Regions from separate parts of the Mus musculus genome. Here region 1 is linked to region 2. The links are chromatin contacts, called in public HiChIP or PLAC-seq maps. All regions are on one chromosome and are shown on one strand. The core of a region is the stretch at or near the end of the contact, and the rest is flanking DNA. Distances in the headings are between cores, read along the strand shown.

Evidence for each region. HiChIP or PLAC-seq counts read pairs in DNA pulled down with a chosen protein or histone mark.
Region 1: a contact with region 2 is called in an H3K27ac HiChIP or PLAC-seq map of embryonic fibroblasts, with 17 read pairs. The contact joins two enhancer-like sites. A contact is called at or near these places in 2 of 484 Hi-C or Micro-C datasets (the C2C12 cell line and cortical neurons), 8 of 115 datasets of contacts at active chromatin or transcription factors (the 230-238 cell line, cardiomyocytes, differentiating embryonic stem cells and 5 more) and 1 of 9 other capture datasets (embryonic stem cells).

The regions. Positions count from the first base shown.
Region 1 is chr8:36,163,484-36,166,437 of GRCm38.p6, forward strand. No RefSeq gene overlaps it. Among named protein-coding and RNA genes, the nearest start is that of Gm38414, 9.0 kb to the left of the region's middle. Within about 2 kb of position 1,553, at least 71 of the 459 cell types and tissues checked have an H3K27ac peak or open chromatin away from gene starts, as enhancers often do. A contact at or near this core is called in the C2C12 cell line, embryonic fibroblasts and pancreatic cancer cells, where this site is marked.
Region 2 is chr8:35,919,169-35,922,103 of GRCm38.p6, forward strand. No RefSeq gene overlaps it. Among named protein-coding and RNA genes, the nearest start is that of 5430403N17Rik, 38 kb to the left of the region's middle. Within about 2 kb of position 1,258, at least 45 of the 459 cell types and tissues checked have an H3K27ac peak or open chromatin away from gene starts, as enhancers often do. A contact at or near this core is called in the C2C12 cell line, embryonic fibroblasts and pancreatic cancer cells, where this site is marked.

The DNA.
Region 1 (2,954 bases), core at 303-2,802, 240 kb after region 2:
CCAAATGGGTGTGGTCTATGTTTGTAGTCACCTCGAAGGCTCTTTCTTGGGGCATATCCTGGGGCACAGGATGAGCTATCTGCAAATGGATTCGCTCAGTCTTAACTTACAGTGAGAGTTATTGAAGTAGATGGGCCACTCTGAGCCTCTATCATCACCATTTATAACGGAGATCAGTAAAGAAGAATGTCCCCCCCCCCTTTTTTTTCTTACTATCACTTCACCTGAAATATCTCTTGAGAATGACTATGTCTAGCTTTTTTTTCCCCTGCATGATGTCAAGGCTATTTGGGAATGGTCAGCTAATATTTTAGCAAGAGTTGGCCCCTAAGCTTCCAACTCTGACAGCAACTTCCTTTTCCCTTTCTCTACCCACATTACCGTTCTCCTGTTCTCTCTGGTTTCCCTGGGTTCTCTCTCACCTTGTGCCCGTGGGAAGGCGCTTCCACCAATTGAAAGACTCCCAGAGAATTCCCCCACCCCGGGGGATTTCCCAGCTGAGTCCCGAGTCCTTGGCTCTTCCAGGTGGCCAACTCTTCCGGAAGTGGTTCATTTCCTTTCAGGGTCTGCCCACCTCTCAATGCAGAGCGGCAGATCCAAGATCCTAACCCAGGGGCTAGCAGCTGAAGAGGAAATTTCTTCCCACGCTTAGTCTTTCCCAGTCTTGTTAGAGTGGAGCAGCAACCCTTGATTTTTTGACCATACCACTGCCACTGCTGCTTTAAGTGCCTGTTGTGGCCAGGTCCTTTGGAAATAGTTGGAGACAGATGCCATTAACTCTGTTCAAAATGTGGACGGAGGAGGATGGGATGAAAGCCAAGCACTGCATCCTTGGGTTCTATGATGACTCAGAGGCCAGATGATGACCCAGACTTTCGTCATCTTATTTGGACTGTCATCTGAATCAGCAGAACCCAGTGTGGCCTTTGACTCAATCCAGCCTTTTCCTGTTCCTTAGAGGGATACTATGTATGGAGATTTATGGAAACAACTGATAAATATATGTACCTACCCCTTTCCCCATAGCTAACAAACCTTCCTGGGACTCTTCACAAGGTTTTATTAGCCCCTTTCCACTACATACATGACTGTGATAAAAGAAATGCCCACATTACAGTTCTCCTGTTCTCTGTGGTTTCCCTGGGCTCTCACTCACCTTGTGCTCGTGGGAAGGTGATTCCACTAATTGAAAGACTCCAAGAGAATTCCCCCCACCCCGGGGATCGAACCCTATGTTCTATGGAGGTTCCCCCACAGTGACCCAGAAGCCCCAGAGCCCTGATTGAGTGAGCTCCCTTTCTGGCATCCAGATTCCACCTGCTTAAGGTTGCTCACTGTTCTGTAGCCATCTGGTCCCCCCATAAGGGGAAATGCTCAGGCCTCTGAGAAGGTGTCACTTCCACAGTTCCCAGGAAAACTGCCTTTTCTTAGAACATGCTTGTGAAAGGTGAGGCAACAAGCCAACAGTGGTCATGCACTAGTACCCTGTGGAGTGAGGCTATGGGGACTGCTGAACTTAGCTCAATGGAATGTTCCGGGTATCACTCCTTCCAGTCAAGGTTGAAGACGAGGTCTGTGAGTCAGAATCAAGACAGATACATGCAAAACTGCACCCCATGGGCAACAAAGAAGGAAGGATATGCTGGCCCCAGCAGAGGAGCAGAGATGAGTCATTGGGCCATGTGTGCTAGAGCCCAAGGTGGAACTCAACTCAAGTTCCGTCCAACTAGACACATTCTCTTTTAACAAACTGCAACCATCTCCTACTTCATGAATGACTTCACTCATCTCTAGGTGTCCTGGAAACCAATGGGAGGAAGCCTCTCGTCTCCACCAGATGTCTTCAGGTGTACAAATGGCAAGCTAACGTGTCGTCCTGACACATGGTAAGAGCCTACACCTGCTGATTCACTGAGTTGGAAAAAAAAAGGAAGATCTACATTTACACCGATTCCCAGAACTCCCTCCCTTAAGACCCCGTTGAGTCATCTTTTCTCAACAAAAAGACCAAAGGGGAAATTTTGCTGCCCCAGAGTCAGCACTGGTGGGTAGAGCACTTTGAAAGAGAAGAGACTCTAACGGCTGATTGAATGAGAGAAGGGAGATACAGCCTATGGTCACTCCCAAAAATACAGAACCATTCCCGGTGCCAGTTCATAGGCTTCGCATCTCTGGATTCATCCAACTGTAGATTAAAAATATAGGGGGTGGAGGATTATATCTGTATGCAACAAATACAGCCTTTCCCCTGCCATCATCCCTTAAACGGCACAGTATAATAACATTATACTGGCATGGGATTTATGATGAATTATGAGTTTTAAGCATCCAGAGATGGTTTAGGTGTGTAGTGGAATCATAGAGGTTATATGTAAATAAGACATTATTTTACACAGGCGACTTGAGCATCTGTGGATCTGATATCCAGTAGGGGAAGGGATATTGTTGATCCCATTTCCCAAGCATTCCAAACAACAACTAATTTCTAAAGGTACCATGGTCCCTACTGAAAGGACTACCTACGTGGATCCAGCCAGGATGGGGCTGGTACACCCCCAAACTGGAGTTGGATAGTTATGTCCCTTGGAGCATGGGTTTAGTGTTCTGGATTCAGAAGGGCTCTAGAAGCCACCACTGCGATAGGTTTGAGCATAAAGGACATTACCTCAAGATATCATGTGGCAGATCGGGTAGTCAGCTGGTTTGGCTGGTCTTTCATGCTCTGTACACACTTGATGTGTTTTGTGGCTGGGTCTGTTCCCAACATCTCTCCTTTACTAGGGAGAATCTATGTGCATAATTAAGAAGGGGTAGATGAAAAGCAGTGGAGGTTGGGTACAGAACTTGTGCTGGACCAGCTGGGCAGGCAGGGTAAAACTCAGTTAAGTCCCTCATCTGTGGGAGAGGAGACCCTGGGTTCTACCTCACAGTTGCTAACTATGTATGCTTTAACA
Region 2 (2,935 bases), core at 8-2,507:
AAAGCATGTGATTTCTATGTTCTTGGTCCTTTTCTCCCAGAGTATGGTACACACGCCAGAGGCTTTGCATCAAGCCCTTAGGATCATGAAGCTATAATGTATTTGTTTGAGATTTCTGGAGATTTTTGTTATTGTTTGACTTCAAACACGAGGGAGAATGAAACAGATAAATCAATTACAGTTTAACTCCAAATTATCCTCACTCTAGCAAATGTGTGTGTGTGTGTGTGTGTGTGTGTGTGTGTGTGTGTGTGTGTGTGTGTGTGTGTGTGCCAGTGCACAAAAGAAAGGCCATGTGGTGACTACACTCTTCTGGTGGATGTTATCAGACCACAGCCCAGAGGGGAACCAGTACAGTAGTTCACAGGCCATTTGATCAACACGATTATGGGTGGATCTGTTTTGTTCCAAAAGATGAGAGCGGGCTGAGCTTGGCTTCTCACCTGTGGTCCTGAAAGCTGATAAACACTGGTAAACAATAGAATCCGTTAACTGGGCGTTCTCCTTGATCTCAGGATGCTCTGGCCTCACAGTCTTCCTCCGAGGATCCCAGGCACAGTTGTGTTTGTTTGCTATGAGCTGAAGCTAGGACGCTTTCAGCTTCCTCAGGAAATCTCTAGAAATCTCATTTCCCCTTAAAAAAAAAAGCAAGCCAAGAGATTCATATTTGGTATCAAAGCTTAATTTTAGCCAGTGCATGCCTATAATCCCAGTACAGGATTGAGTCAGAGGCAGCCTGGGCTACAGATTATAGTGAAAGACTGTGTCAAAACCACTAAGTGAGCATTATATGCAGTTGTTAGAAATGGATGTTAAACAAAATTTTGAGCTGAGTCCAATCTTATCCAAGAATGGGGTTGAGCATGCTGACCTAATTAGAGCCCCCAATGTCCATCTCTCTCACAGACTTGTGACATAAGACAGAACATGTAATGTTTTCTTTCTTTTTTTTCCTGTTGCTTTTAACATTATCCAACGAGATAAACAGAAGCAAGCATCACCATTTTAGGAAATTCCTGGAGATGAATGTAGCAGCAGTCAGACACGGTCGCTGATGGGAACACAGGCAAGTCTGTGTCTCCCATTATCTGTCACAAAGGTGATTGGCGTCACAGATGCATAATCTCACAGGGATAGCTGTACAGCTCCCAAGGAATGAGATGCCCTGGAGAAATGAGTGCCCACAGGAAACAGCACCACCAGCATCCTTGAGTGTAATTCTGACTAAGCTTTTTTTCTCATTAATCATCGAACCGAGTCTGTGTCCGGATCCAGGCTACAGTCAGTTGCAGCATACATTCCTGGCTGTGATAGGAAGGTCTGGGCCAGAGACTGTGGGAAAGAGTCAGCTTGTACCCAGGCAACAGGGTCAGGTCAAGAATTCACCTCCTAGACCCCTTGAATATGCAGCCTTTGTGCTAATAGTTCAGACTGGTAGAGAACACTTCCAGGGAAGTTCCCTGTTCGAGGGAGGGCCAGGCTGTATGGTGTGTGTGTGTGTGTGTGTGTGTGTGTGTGTGTGTGTGTGTGTGTGTGTGTGTGTGTGTGTGTGAATCCCCCAATAAGGGAGTGAAGTCACAGGACCAGTGGCTGTCTGGGTTAGTGTTCCATTGACAGTGTTTGCAAGTCATTATCAGGGGCCTCCAGGAATCCATGAGGACACACTGTGACAAGGTAGCAAAATTTATGTCAGGAACAAAATGGTGCTAAAGTCCTTAAGCAAGAGTACATGGAACACATGAAGTTATCTTACCTCCTCTTTCTTTTATTGCAGCTAAGAGAAGCGGTGGTGGTTTGCCAAGGTAGAGCCTTGTTCCGACTCCCATCAGCCTTTGCTCTGGGTCTGAGGTTTCTCGTGGCACTGCCCAACCATAGAAGACTGAATTAGTCAGGACTTGAACTCCAGACATGAGTTTTCCCTCCCCTTTGAATTCCGGCAGTGATTGCCTTTGTGCCCTCGTCTCCTGGTTGCATCGCTCTGTCTCAGCATGGATTCTTTGCTCTGCTCTGCCCTCCCATCTGGCTCTGATGTCCGATGACTGTTGTGACTGCTGGTGTCCTGGGACATAGAGTGTTTTTTCTTTGCTTGCCTCTTTCTTGCCTTTCTTTCTTTTTCCTCCCCACCCCCTTTGATATTATTACATATTGCCAGGCTGATCTTAAACTCAGATCCTTCACCTTCAGCTCCCCAAGTGCTATGATGAGGCGTGTACCACCACCCTTGACAAATGATACTAACTCATCTCTGTCTGTCTGTCTAATCATATCTTTCATCTATCTATCTATCTATCTATCTATCTATCTATCTATCTATCTATCTATCTATCTATCTATCTATCTGTCATCTGTCTGAATCTGTCTCTTCTATCTCTGTCTCTCTGTTTTTCTGTCTCTCCATATATATATATATATATATATATATATATATATATATATATATATATATATATATATATGGAATCCAGAGCTTTGATTATGCTGAGTACCTCACAGCCAGTGTAGCAGGAAGCACAAGTTAATGGCACATGGTTCCCGTTGCTTAGTCCAAGTTGAAAGCTACTGTGCCCCGAGTGCTTGTGAATACAGGTACACACGGACATGTCCTGCCCTCTTCTACCCACTGTTGGCAAAGGTCAGGAGTTGCTCAGCTAAGAGTCCAATGTCCTCAGAGGAAGAGATGGGCTCTAGGAAACCAAAGAGTAAGCGAGTGGAGAAAACTCCACAAAATATGGAATGTGAAGCTGAGTGTTAAAAGGGGCCTCTACAACAAGGTGGTGACAGGTGACACTCAAGTCTTAGTAATCTAAAGCCAGGTTTTCCACACCAGACAAGAGCAAAATCCAGCATCAGTAAACAGAAGCGTGGAGAAAGTGCCTTAAGACAGTATGTGTGTGTGTGTGTGTGTGTGTGTGTGTGTGTGTGTGTGTGTGTGTGT